Linked DNA regions of Sus scrofa: all the other regions are linked to region 3. The links are chromatin contacts, called in public HiChIP or PLAC-seq maps. All regions are on one chromosome and are shown on one strand. Each heading gives the region's core, a stretch centred on a gene start, on an enhancer-like site or on the middle of the called end of the contact. The rest is flanking DNA. Distances are from core to core; before and after follow the strand shown.

The links. HiChIP or PLAC-seq counts read pairs in DNA pulled down with a chosen protein or histone mark.
Region 1: an H3K27ac HiChIP or PLAC-seq map of alveolar macrophages shows a contact between it and region 3. The contact joins two enhancer-like sites. A contact is called at or near these places in 1 of 5 promoter capture datasets (fetal liver) and 1 of 2 datasets of contacts at active chromatin or transcription factors (alveolar macrophages).
Region 2: an H3K27ac HiChIP or PLAC-seq map of alveolar macrophages shows a contact between it and region 3. The contact joins the promoter of RAP2C here to the enhancer-like site in region 3. A contact is called at or near these places in 1 of 5 promoter capture datasets (liver), 4 of 47 Hi-C or Micro-C datasets (embryonic fibroblasts, heart right ventricle, liver and 1 more) and 1 of 2 datasets of contacts at active chromatin or transcription factors (alveolar macrophages).

The regions. Positions count from the first base shown.
Region 1 is chrX:108,152,682-108,156,775 of Sscrofa11.1, reverse strand. No RefSeq gene overlaps it. Among named protein-coding and RNA genes, the nearest start is that of STK26, 25 kb to the left of the region's middle. Within about 2 kb of position 2,400, at least 10 of the 83 cell types and tissues checked have an H3K27ac peak or open chromatin away from gene starts, as enhancers often do. A contact at or near this core is called in alveolar macrophages and fetal liver, where this site is marked.
Region 2 is chrX:108,345,792-108,350,536 of Sscrofa11.1, reverse strand. RAP2C (ras-related protein Rap-2c) reads left to right here and starts at 2,105. Exons shown (of 4, transcript XM_005673920.3): 1 at 2,105-2,218; 2 at 3,833-4,653. The coding sequence starts at 4,381. LOC106507043 (a long non-coding RNA gene) reads right to left here and starts at 1,979. Exons shown (of 3, transcript XR_001302731.2): 1 at 1-1,979.
Region 3 is chrX:108,602,093-108,606,372 of Sscrofa11.1, reverse strand. It overlaps a transcript of MBNL3 not described here. Among named protein-coding and RNA genes, the nearest start is that of MBNL3, 75 kb to the right of the region's middle. Within about 2 kb of position 1,787, at least 25 of the 83 cell types and tissues checked have an H3K27ac peak or open chromatin away from gene starts, as enhancers often do. A contact at or near this core is called in alveolar macrophages, fetal liver and liver, where this site is marked.

The DNA.
Region 1 (4,094 bases), core at 1,151-3,650, 450 kb after region 3:
TGCTACCTGTCTGGGATGTGATCCGGTTGGAATACCTTCTCAAAGGGACTTCATATCCATTATTTTCATCAAGGAGCAGAAAGCACACTTCCTTTTCATATAATCAGTCAAAGTTTGAATACATCAGGGTGGGCATTTGGTGCTACCCATTGGACCCCCTTTCCTAGGTTAACAGCACCAAGCCTCCACTTGCACTCAAACATGATGTGATCCCAGTGGTTTTTGGTTTCTGGCTGCACCCTCTGTACTCCTATGGCACAAGCTGTAGAAATGTTGCCCGCCACTATCAGTTAGCCAACTGAAAAGCTACATGCCTTCTTCCCTCAAAAGTGATTTCGAACAGCCCCCAACCACCACGACACAGATTTGGAGATAGTTGTTTGCACTGGCAAATGTGGGGCCTCGAGTATATTCCCCGGAAAGTTGAAGTGAATCAGCACTGTCTTTAAAATGCAGATGTGCGTTGGGGAGCTCTAAATGAGAGATGTCATTCAAGAGAATTACATCAGCAAACCTTTAGCGAGTATTGGCTATATCGAAAGCTCTGTGCTTGTTGCCGTGCGGGACATGTGGAAGCATAAACCATGGTCCTTGCTCTTAAGCCGTTCCGTTAGGTGGTATAGAGGGACCCCTTAACTAGATCAGGGATGGGAGGAAGAGACGAAGTTGACCCTTAGTTGGTATGTTATAAAGCTATTAATTGAGGCACTTAAAGAAAACTAACAGCAGTAAAGCTATGACAAGAAAATGCAGGCGAGGGGACAGAGATTGGCTGAAGAATTAAGAAAAGGATGATTCAAAGCCAAGGATCCTAGATGCATGGTGGTGGTTAATGCCAGGCAGAGCCTCCTAAGGCAGAAAAGTACATAGGACAGTTCATGGAGAGAGCAAGGCCTGTGTTGTGGGCTGGAACAGGAGGTAAAGAGAAGCCAAATTCATAGAGCTGAGTAGTCAGAGTGTGCCAGTTGTGTCGGTGATGCAGGTGTAGACCGCATACCTAGAAATGGGTTCTACCAGAAGCAAATGAGCTCCATGTAAGATTCAAACAACACAGAACCTTTTGCCTCCAGAAACCAGAATGAGAACCAAAGGTCACTGCCCCACCCTGGACTAGATGGTGGAAGTAAAGTGAATCCACCCGAATCCCGTCACTGGAAGAAAAGGCTTTTGGGTTAAAAACGAATGCCAGGAGATGGATCTTGAATAGCATCCACCCATGGCTTATACTTATGCCAAGTGAGCCATGTGAACTGGACCTGGAGATACCTTACTGGCGTATATATAGTATGGAGCTTGAGTTATAAGTCACTTGTGCTGGTCCTCAGTGCGCAAGGTGGAAGGAGAGGAATGCTGCCGGAAAACCTGGACAGCCAGCTGAAAATGGGGGACTTACAACTCTGAGTCAAGAAATCTCCAGCCCCATCGCACATGGCATCTGAAGAACCTGAGATATGTCAAAGTGGAGAAACCATGCCTGAGGGTCTAAAATTCCCATTAGATTCTATCTTTCATGGCCTCGAGGAAACAGACATTTTAATTGAACTAAAATATTGTTACCTGGGAGGGATAACCCTTCATCTGATTGCTTAGTTTTGTCTCCATTCTTTCGACAAACATGGAGGGCCTGACCCAGTGCTCAGGGGTACAGATATGCATAAGACTAAAGCCCTCCCTTCAGGAAGCTCACAGGTTAGCTGTGCTTTGGGCCTTCTGTGAGGCTGGGCTAGGAAAATTCGTCTAATGAAGAGGTTAGGTGGGATGAGGGTGCGTGATGGGGGAGAGAATATTCGCATGCAGCTAGGAGTAGTTCAGGGTCTGGGGCTCTGGGGGGGTTGAAAATCTAAGCCTCTGAGGCGGAAGGAAGAGGATCATAGCAAAAGAAAGGCTAGAATAGGAGGATGGGAAATTCAGTGGCCTGGAAGACAGATAACAAATAAGGAAGAGAGAGGAGCCAAAACCAAGAACTAGAAGAAGCTAAGTTGTCCGAATCTGAGTTTGGTGATGGATGGAATGTCTGTGGTTTCAATGTAACGCCTCTCATGTGTGTGCGTGTGAGAGACAGACAGACCGAGAGACAGGGAAGGGCACACAGAGAACTTGAGATTCCGTCCGCCCTTTTTCACCATCGGTACCAGAGTGGAGGCTGTAAGCACTGAAACAAAAGCAACTGGACTTTGAAAAAAGAGGAAGTGAGGAAAGTTTGTTTGCGAGCGCTGGTGGCAGGAAATCCTGTGACTAACCTTATTTCACACATCTCAGATTATTCAAAGGGATCTGAACTTTCTTAAGACCAGCAACTTAAAATGGAAGGGGCTGTCTCAGAGCCATTGAGGGCTGAGCAGTGCTCACCCACCCCCCGCCCCTTGCTAAATAAACGAATCCAATTCGGGTCGCCCTTGACTGTGCGGAAGAGCCGCTTCAGGGAAGATGCCACACGGCCCCTCAGCATGTCCAGTGCATAGAGTGAGGCAGCATTAACAAATGGACTTCAACTCTCTTGGGGGAAAAAAAAAAAAAAAAAAAAAAAAGCCAGTACATTGGAAACAAAACCAACAGGTTCCCCTGTTTTTACTTGTAGAAATATTTGCACAGGGCTGAAGTCCACCCCTGTGTAGATGCTATAATAATTTTCAGTAGCACGGCTGGAAGCAGGAACTGTGATGTGCGCCCCGCAGGGGGCTGAAGAATTGGGGAGGAGGGGAGCCGGCGATGGTCAGGGTTAGGTAATTACAAAGCAACAAGCATCCAGGCACGTGATGGCATGTTATTCTGCAAGGAGCCCCTCTGCTGGGCTGGGCCGGCTCATTAGCAGGGAGAGTTAGGGTTCCAGCCACCGGGCGCTTTCCTTTCCAGCCGAAGGTGCGAGTGTAGCAAGAAGGGGGTCTCAGACTGAGCTTTCATCAAGCACGAGTGAACATGTACCTCAGGCAGACACTGCCGCGCTTGGCTTTTTTTATATTCCAGAAGCGTCTGTAAGGCATGCTCAGTTTTCCAGAGACAATAAAAGAAAGAGTGTGCAAATGGTTTACAATATATGCCGAGGGCCGCCGTGGTTCAGGCCAGCTGACTGCATTTTCTCAGGAGCCAGTGGGACCCTCGTTACCATGCATCACATCAGCGCGCTCCTCGACGGAGTCCACGAGATTCTCACCAAGCGTCTGGTCTTCCCTTTCAAATAGATTCCTATGTCTGCAGGTGCACAGACCATGTCAACACTCATCTTCCTGCCTCCCGCCCGGGCCCTGAGTCTTTGTGGGGGCGGGCTGTGGGGCTGCGTGTCTCTACAGGCAGCCGAGCCTTAGAAAAGGTCAGAATCCTATTTACAGGCCTGACGTGCCATTTCGCTCATGGACTGAGGCGGGCAGGGTTCTTTCGGTGCTCTCTGAAATCGTTTGGGGGAGCCTGCTGTGTTCGAAGAACTCAAACAAAAGGCAGGATGAGTAAATAAGTTGGATATTTGCAGGCACATGCAGGAAAGCAGGCCTCCGGCTGACTCAGGCGGGGCCTGGTGGCACCCTCTCAGGGCTCTCTGCCTCCTTGCCGGGGTCGCACTGGCCAGCCACCGATTCAAGGTCGGAGACCCCAGGAGGCTGACTGAAGTAAGGGCCCCCAGCTGGCCTGGAGAGCAGGGACTGGACACTAGGGCTGGAATTACATCTGTACCTGCTTCAGGCAAGGGTCAGGAATCTGAGACAAGAATCGGGCAGAAGCCAGGACAGGGGGGCCGGGGGTGTCTCAGAATAAGGAAATACTGTGAACCGAGGCTAAGGGGCAGGAGGCACGGAGCACTTCTGAGGAATAGGGAGCATCTTTTGTCAGCGCCCAGGAACATAAGAGCAGAGGGTCTAGGAATCAAGCTTTAAGACCCAGGAGAAAGAACACCTTGAAAACTGTCCAGGGCTGGGAAGGTGGAAGAGGATGTCAAAGAAGCAGCTTTTTTGGAGGTCTTGCTGTGGTGCAGTGGGATCTGTGGTGTCTCTGGAGAGCTGGTACACAGGTTTGATCCCCAGCCCTGCACAGTGGGTTAAAGATCCCATGTTGCTGCTGCTGTGGCGTCGTCATAGCTGTGGCTTGGATCTGATCCATGGCCTGGG
Region 2 (4,745 bases), core at 856-3,355, 260 kb after region 3:
AGCTGGCAAGGGGCAACGTTAGGACTGTCTGACTGACGTGCAGATTCCTTGTACAATACCAGCCTGCATTTGTCAGTCCTGAAAATACCCTAAAGCAAATGATGATAGCAGTAAAATGAGGCAACAATTAGTAATGCCTGGGGTGAGGTTGTAAGGAAACAACACTTGTCTGTGTTGGCTATACTGCCTTGGTAGGGAATGTGAATTGGTGTGATCTTTTCAAAGGACAATTCAGCAATATTTATGAGAAGGATTTTAACATAAATGTAAAAAAATTTCATAAGCGGAAAAAAGCAAGGTGCAGAATGCTGTGTATAGTAAGATCAATTTTGTATTAATTTTTAAAATACATATAGAAGATGGCTTCATATGCCAGCATATAAGTATTTTTTTCTGGGAAAGGAAACACAAGAAGACTTTAACAATAAACACCTTTGGAAAGAATAACTGAGTTATTTTTGTGCTGTTTGGAGATACTTGGGCTTTTAAAGCTCTGTTTTTTTTTTCCTCCGTGTTTGCTGTTCTTAAAAAAAAAAAAACCTTTGTTAAATCTTTAAAATAAAAACCAAATAGCTAGCATTTCTCGATGGTTCATAATGAGCAAGGGACTGTGCTAAGCATTTTACATGTAATAATTCATTACATTCCCACGGTAAATGATTAGCTCCATTTTCCAGGTGAGGAGTTTGAGGTTCAGAGGAGTGAAATCACTTGCTCGAGGTCCCACAGCTAGGAGGTGGAGGAGTTGCCCTTGAAAGGCCTGTCTGCCTTGCTTCGGGGCCCATGGCTCTCAACTGCTGGGCTGTCCTCTTCTAATTGGTGTTTATACTCTCATTGCCTAATAAAAGTAAACGGGTGAACAACTGGAGTCTAATGAGATAATGTATGTGAAAATACTTTTCTAAGTATAGAGATGTTTGGGAGGACAGGATGGGCAGGAGGAGGGAGTTTAAATTGGGCAGACCTGCCCACTGACCCCAGACAGTCAGGATATTGGGGGGGGGTGGAGGAAACGATGAGCAACATTTTATATTTCTTCTCTAAAAATATTATAAAATTATATTTATTCCTCTTTTCCCCAGTAATACCTGATCATGGCTTAGAAATTAAAATGATATGGAGAAATCAAAGTCCTTTCAGAATACCCCTCACCAATAATTAATGCCTTTGTTTCAGATTTTAATGGCTATGTAATTACATATTGCACACACTCACATATTTTACATAAATGGGAGCAACTATCTCTTTGCTCAGCATCTAACTTTTTTCATCCTCACAATATACCTTGACCGTCTTTTCATAACAGCACTTACAAATCTACTTTTTCTCTTTTAAATAGCTGCATGGTCTCCTATTTTGTGAGTGTGTGTGTGTGCGCGTGCATGATTTTTTAAATCATCTAGTGAAGGATGTTTAGGTGACTTTCGAGTGTTTCCAAGTGTGTGTGTGTACATTATTTTTTACATCGTCTATCAAAGGACATTTAGGTTACTTGCAAGTGTTTCCGTGTGTGTGTGTACACACATTACTTTTTTAAATCATCTGTTGAAGGAGACTTAAGTTACTTCCAAGTGTGTGCTTTCCTAAAATGCTGCTGTAATGAATACACTTTCTAAGAAAGTTTAGAAGGGTCATCAGAATGAGTGTGACATTTGCCAATTCTGTAGCCAATAAGAGTGTCCCAGTAGGACTCTGTACTTCGGTAAGGAGTATGTTTCACTGTGTGGAGAAACAAAGAATTCTCTCCAAAATAGTTTGGCCAACACATTCAGAGATATTAGAGTTGCCAACAAGTGGGACCACCTCAAAAAGAAGAGCAGCCTGTTTTGACAGTTTAGTGACAGAGCACAGACTTGCCACAATTGCCCAACACTAATTGCTGGATCAGAGGAGGAATTTCCAGACTCAGTTCCAAGCAGGGCTGGTACAGGGCTATGGATTTCCCCCCCCCCATCCCCCCCCCCCCCAGACAGTCTGGAGACAGCTAGACAGGGAGATGGGCAGCAGAGCTCCAAATCCGGCAACAGCACGTGTGGAAGGAGCAGTGACCTATGGGGAAGACTCATAATTCATAGACCAAACCTCTTCCAGCAGAGGGCAGTGCCTCAGATATCAGGCGGGACGCGGGCCAGCTGGAGCCAGAGCTGGGAACTTCGCTGGACAGATTGCACCAGCCCTAGGCTGAGGAGAAAGTGAACGTAACTGTCCCTTGGATACTGTAAGTGACATTGGGGAGCACCCAGGGAGAGACAGTGGGATTTCACACGACTGTAATTTGCCTGTTTTCTAATGTTACACAATTTGGGTTTGGTAACAAATCCCTTTTGATACAGTCAGGCCATTAAGGCTTCCACGTAAGGGATTTGGGGTCGCTTTAACTCGACTGGTCACTGACTTTCAGGCGTCGGGGTGCATGCTAGAATCAGAAAAGGAGTGACATTCCTAAAATATAACCTAGGCTTCTGACCCTGGGGCTCTGTGGATCGGACACAAAGTTTACAAATAGAAAGTTAGCAGAGGGTAAGATATGTAAAAAGTAACAATTTTATCTAAAAATAGAAACTTAGTGGTTAGCACTAAGTCCTCTGCTTTTGAATTTCAAAGACTTAAAACAAACTTTAACTTGGAAGAGCCAGCCATGCAAATTGCTGTGCCTGCAGATAATGAAAAGATTCAAAGAAGTTAGCGTGCAGGCCTAAACAGTTTCCAATCAACTCTTCCCCGCTGCGAAGCCTGGGGACTCCAAAAGGGACAAAGCTGAGTTAGAGTCCCATAAAGGCTACTCCTAATCCCTTTGGTTTTCGAGCCTGGCGATAAGAAAGAAAGGAGTGGCTTCGGCATTTGCTGGTGGAGTCAAGGCAGATTTACCGGATGATAAAAGTACCGAGTGTGTGTGCGTTAACTGTCAGGCACAGCTAAATAAAACACACCACATATGAAATCCGAGCTATTCGTGAAGTCGAAGGCTAATGTGCACGCGTTTCTTAGAAAAATAGCAAGTGCATGAAAATACCAGCAAAGAGCATCAACTTTCTCGGCCGTTTTATTTTCCCTGCGACTTCTGGTCCAGGGATGATAGGCGTTGTGCGGATCTTTAGCTCCGCCAACCAGCGGATCAAGTCCTCAGGCCGGGCCGGGGGCTGCTGAGACTCCTAGGGGCTTCCGCGGGCTCGGGGGTGGGACTGTCCGCAGCAGCAGCGGCAGCAGCAGCAGCAGCAGCAGCAGCAGGAACAGCAGTTGCGGGCAGGCAGAGAAAGGAAGGGCGCCGGAGGTTCTCGGACAGGCCCTTTGCCAAGGCCGTAGCCCCGACCCGAAACCGTCCTGGGCCGACTCGCTCAGCAGGGCGCGGCCCCAGCGCCACCCGGCTCGCCCCGGGAGAGGTGGGACTTTCCCCACCGGAAGTGATCCCGTCCCGTCTCAGGGAACTGGGGCACCTCCACCAGTGTGTCAGGGAAACCCTTCCGGGTGTGTGCTGGGGGTGGGGGGGTGGGGGGAGGGTGAGAAAAAAAAAAAAAAAAAAAAGAGGTGGGTTCGCCTGGAGTCCCAGCGGCCGCCGCCGCTGCCGCCGCCGCCGCCGGACGGCCCCCGCCCCTTTCCCCTCCGCGAGCCGCAGCGCAGGGGCGGCGGTGAGACCGAGGAGCCGGCCAGTGGCCATGGCCTTGGCGTGACACAGCCTCCCGGGCGGCCGGGCGGGTGCGGACGGCAGGGTAAGCGGGGGCGGCCGGGCCCGGGTGGGAGCCGGGGGAGGCGGCCGCCCGGGCTGCCCGACGGGGGCGGGCGGGGGTCCGGCGGGTAACGCGCGCCCTCTCCGCCCCCCACCCCCCCATCACAGGCCGGACGACGCCCGCGGGAGCCGCGGCCCAGAGACCCGCCCGGGCGGCAGCGACTGGAGCGGAGCCCACAGGCCTGGGCTGGCTCGGCGGCGCGAGCAGGAAGCGGGGTCCCTGGGCCCCTTTGTGTGAAGGGCGGGGGAGGGGCGCGGGGCAGCCCCGGGCCGCGGGCTCCTCGGACGCCCGCCTTCCGCGGGGGGCCCCCCGTCTGTCCTGCGGCGCCCACCCCTTCCCTCCCGGGGCGGGGGGCGCGTGTCGCCTCCCCAGCCTCCCAGCTTTTCGGGGCTCGCCTTCTCCCCACGCCCCCTGCCTGGGCTCCGGTTCCTATAGGAAGGGCATTACCATCCCATCCCCACCCACCCCGACACTTCGCTCTTTCCCCTCCCCCTCCTTTAACTTCCTCTTCTTCCCCCGTCGGGCCCTCGGCTGCTCTGCGCTCTCCTCCCGGGTTCGCAGATTTCCGCCCACCTTCCGCCTCCCCGAGCCGCGCCGCCGCGAGCGGGGTGTTATTTTTCCCTCCCTCTGGTAGGAGTTGGTGAAGGAGAGACTCATGCGGGAGTACAAGGTAGTGGTGTTAGGGAGCGGAGGGGTTGGCAAATCTGCCCTTACTGTGCAGTTTGTCACCGGGACTTTCATTGAGAAATATGACCCCACCATTGAAGATTTCTACCGCAAAGAGATCGAAGTGGACTCTTCCCCCTCCGTGCTGGAAATTCTGGACACCGCAGGAACTGAGCAGTTTGCCTCCATGAGAGATCTCTACATCAAAAACGGCCAAGGTTTCATCCTGGTTTATAGTCTGGTTAATCAACAGTCTTTTCAGGTAACCAAGTCTTGTAATTTGTTAGAAGGGGGTGTGGTAAACTACATTTACTTCTGGTTTGCTTGCGTAAATGACTGTGTTTTGCTTTTGAA
Region 3 (4,280 bases), core at 538-3,037:
AGGTGGCAGCATGACGAAACCAAATGAGGGGGTGTTTTTTGGCGGGGGCGGCGGGGGGGGGAGGTTGCCTGTTAGCCAAAAAAAATGGGAGAGTGAACGAACCGGAGAGCTTGCATTTCACCTTTTGTTTTTAGTCCTCAACCTTCACGCGGGAAAGCAAAACAAAGCAGAACAAAAGCCCCGTGTATAATATTAGCTTGGGCATATAGCCCATAGTATAATTCCTTGGTTTGGTGCTTTACAAACTGAGAAGATGCGATTGTCCCATAATGTTAAGTTGGCCACTTTATTATGATGGGGTGTGGGTACTATCTCGTGGTTTTTCTGAGTTCCGTTTAAAATGTATGGAAACACCTTCAATGAGACGCATGGCACCGTGGCGGAGATCACATTTCACTTCAGCACCCAACTGGACTGTGCGTTTGTCCTCTGAAAAGCAGCCATTCAGTAAGTGGCCCGGTTGTGGGTGCTGTTTTGTTGAAAAAAGCTCATGGATGTTTCCCCAAATTCTTGCAGGCTGTGATCCATGAGGATCCCAAAGAAGAGTGTATTCTTTTCCCAAGGGAGACCGAGAAAAGTTTAAAGCCCCAAGTGATTGAGGGCAGCGTATTTTCTACGTAGTGGGGTAGCATGAAGGAAAACCTTATCAGCTCACCCCAAAGTATGAAGTGAGAAAGAGCACACATTAGAGGGTCACGTTTTATATCTAAGGGCTTCCAACTGCAGAAACCCGGAAGTGGAGGTTGGTCTTGGGGGTGCCAGGCAGTCCGATCTGTTTCACGAATGCCTGTAGCAGCCCTGCCCTCGGCAGACGTGTCAGTAAGCGCTCTGCCCGCTTTCTGAAGCCAGGGTCTGGGCTGGAATCAGATCGACAGGCCCCCCAAGGGAAGGCCTTTTTTGAGAAAGGCATTTTGGCGGGGGGGTTGGCGGAACTTTGGCCAACTAGCTCCCCTGGCTAGCATTTATGAATCCTCTTTCCCAGAGCAAGAGAAACCTGCTTTTGCTGGGCAGATAGCCCCCGCCCCATACAGAATGGACACACTGAGAGTTCAGTGGAGCAATAGTGTGAAGGCAAAACGCTTGTGCTTTCAGATGAAACTCCCTGCCTTCCCCCCCCCCCCCCCCGGCTGTCTTGTGATTGAGAGGGTGACAGGCTGGAGAGATGTGGCACAGGGCTTGGCATTTCACAGTGCTGCACAAAGACAAGAATACCTCCATATGTTCTGAAGAGTGGCGATACTAATAAAGGATCTAAAATGCGATTCCCTCAGAGAGCTCGCGGCCGTGCACGTGCTTTGAAGTTGCACAAGTCATGCTGTGGGCTGGTGAGAGACAGAGGGAGAGAGAAACCAACTTGAAGAAGCTAGTTCCTCTTCTCTGGGGTGTTGGAGTCTGCAGTTCTGTCTCTTACTAATCAGGTGCATGCAAGTCCCTGTTCTGAAAATTGCGCCAAAATTAACAGGCACCATCTAGGCTGTCTAATGTCTGATTCTGAACACTTTTACTTTTCCTAATGTGGTCTGTTAATCCTGTATTCGTTAAAAATGCAGACATTCAAGCGACTGGTTGTGTGACCTGTGCTAAGGAGATTTTTCGGGTAAAAGTTACATTTTTCACTTTCAAGCCCAGATCATGTAATAATAGCCCTCCTCATGGCCTCTCCATCTATCCCCAAAGAAATTTCCATCATGTTTTTAGCCATCTAAGAAAACAGTTCAGATGGAGGCGTTCCGAAATGGCGACAAGCAATGACAGGAAATGCCGTTTGCACTGGTCTCCTTCATAACTCAGGCCACAGCTGGCTGATTTGCTTTTAACTTCCTGTTTGGGGGCTCTTTGGGTCAAAAGTAGCAGTGTTTTCCATATAGAGAGGTTTTTTTTTTTTGGTGTGTGTGTTTTTTTTTTTTTTTTTTTTTTTGCTTTATTCTGTAGGGCCACAATAAATCTGTCACTGGCCTGCATGTTTTGTATATTTTATGGACTGTATCATGTGGTTTGAGTTTAATTTGGAAGGCAGTGTTTTACAATCAAGATCCCCCCCTACACGTGCAGCTTTAGGGTCTGGGATTGCACGGCCCTCGGAAGTTTATAGCTCTGTTTACACAGTAGTGATTGCCGAGAAGGGCATTTCCTGCCAGTTAATGACTGGTCGGAAAGGCCAGCAGTCCAAATCCAGGGGGAGAGGAACCATTCATTAAATGCCACGGAGGGACCAGGGCGCTTTTATCATGAAGTGGCGAGGAGAAAGTGAAAACACAGGCCGCCTTTTGAAGAGCCCAAAGCCGCGCGGGCACAGCCAGATATGGATGGGGTGCCTTGTGGAATGGAAAACGGAGATTCTTTTCATGACAGGGACCGACTGACTTTCCCACAGGGTACCAAATCAAGATGTGAGTGAGGAGGGCATTTTATTTCTTTGAGGCTGACGACCCCGTGGAGGGGACAAATAAAGATGAGAGCCCTGAACTTGCCAAGTGTTAGCAGCCTGAAAATGGTCAACCCACAGGTGTGACAGCTCCCTTAAAAACCTGGAAGACCCCATGATTTAACTTCCTAATTTGTTGAATAACCGATCATGGCTAAAGTGGGCAAGAATTTAGGGACGGAAAGGATGATCCCTTCTTTTCAAGGTCAGTTTAGCAAGACACCAAAATTCGGTTTCGCTCCCCCAATATAAAGAAGGTAAATAATACAGGCGAAGAATGCTTGGCCTCTTGTGGAAGTACCTTTGAGGGCTGTAATGTTAACCATTTAACCTAAGACATTCCCAGGAAACAGTTCTGTCCCCAGTATAATTCTTGCCTGCTATAAAGCAGCTGAGGTGTGAAGGAGAATTTGGCATTGATTTAGAGCAAAAACAGAATCGGACCGAGATTAGGTTCACATCCAGGAATTCCTGACTTCCTGGCCTGTCCTTCACTCTCTCAGCTTCTTAAGGCTTCAATTTGCCAGAATGTTAAATCTTTATGAAGGGTAAACATCTGTTCTACGTTCTTTAATGGATGCCTCCACATAAGGGCGGTTGTGTGACACCCCCACTTCAGAACTTGGCTTGGTCCTTTACCTTGAAATTTTAATTTCGTTCATATCTTCCAAATGTGGTGGGGGATGGCAGGGGTGTACCGGACCTCTAAAATACAGGCAATCATTATCGGCCAGACACCTGGATTTCTTCATGGGATTGAGTAATCTGTCACATATAGAACAAACCAAATATTAAGTTTCATTTCGAGGTCTGGAAAATGTCATTATATGCTTTTTAAATATTCAGTAATCCAAAGATTGCTGGTCATTACCAGTTCACAAACTAAAAGAATTTTCTGAAGTTTTAAACCACTCTGCAAATGAACTGTGTACCAAGTACTGTTGTTATTAGAGGATGCTTCGAGCACGCTTATAAACAAAAAGTGACTTGGATGAACAAAAAAAAATTTTTTTTTAAACACCCCACGATTTTGTGGTTTTGAACATTTTTGCCTTTCAATGTTAAGCTACACTACAATTTTGCAATCTCAGATTAAAGACAGTATTCTGATGTGCAAAATGTTTTGGATTAAGAACAAACAGGGTTCTTCTGAGTAGAAGGCCTATTGACCTGAATATGAACATGCCTTTGTAATTAGCAACACAGCTGCATTTAAATAATGATCCGAGAACCTTAGAAGCATCGTGTACTCACAGGTTAAATACCCCTTCCATCTTCTTGACATTAAAATTTTGTTTACCAAACCCTTTCTTTATGGGTTATCCCCACATATATTTCAAGCTGGCTCAGATTCAGTTACCACCGTATCTGTACTAGTGGCATCAAAATGAATGAAGATTTACCCTGCTCTAAATGGGGCCAATGCCATTACCTTGTGGTGTGTAAAAAGTCTATTTGTTCTCTCACTGCAGTCTTCAAGTGGTGGGCAACAACTCATTAGCGCATAATGAAATCCATTTAGTAGGTTATGACTAGCATTTCTCTTAAACAAAATTGAACAAAATAGACAGCAAGGAAATATCTGACTGTATCATGTAGCAAGGTTAGATGTTTTGGGTGAGCCTGTTATTTCAGATCGTCGCACGTATGTACTTCGGATGTAAAATGTGCTTCTTACGATTCGTTGCTGTCAAAAAGGTGAAGAAGTCAGTGTTTTGATGGATGTTATTTCAAACTGGATCAGAGATATTTTTTCCTTTTCCTCTTTTTTTTTTTTTTTAAGGGAAGGTGGTCCAGGGATCCTGGGGGCCTAGGTGCTGACATACTGAATGATGTTGGTTAAGTACCTTGGCGA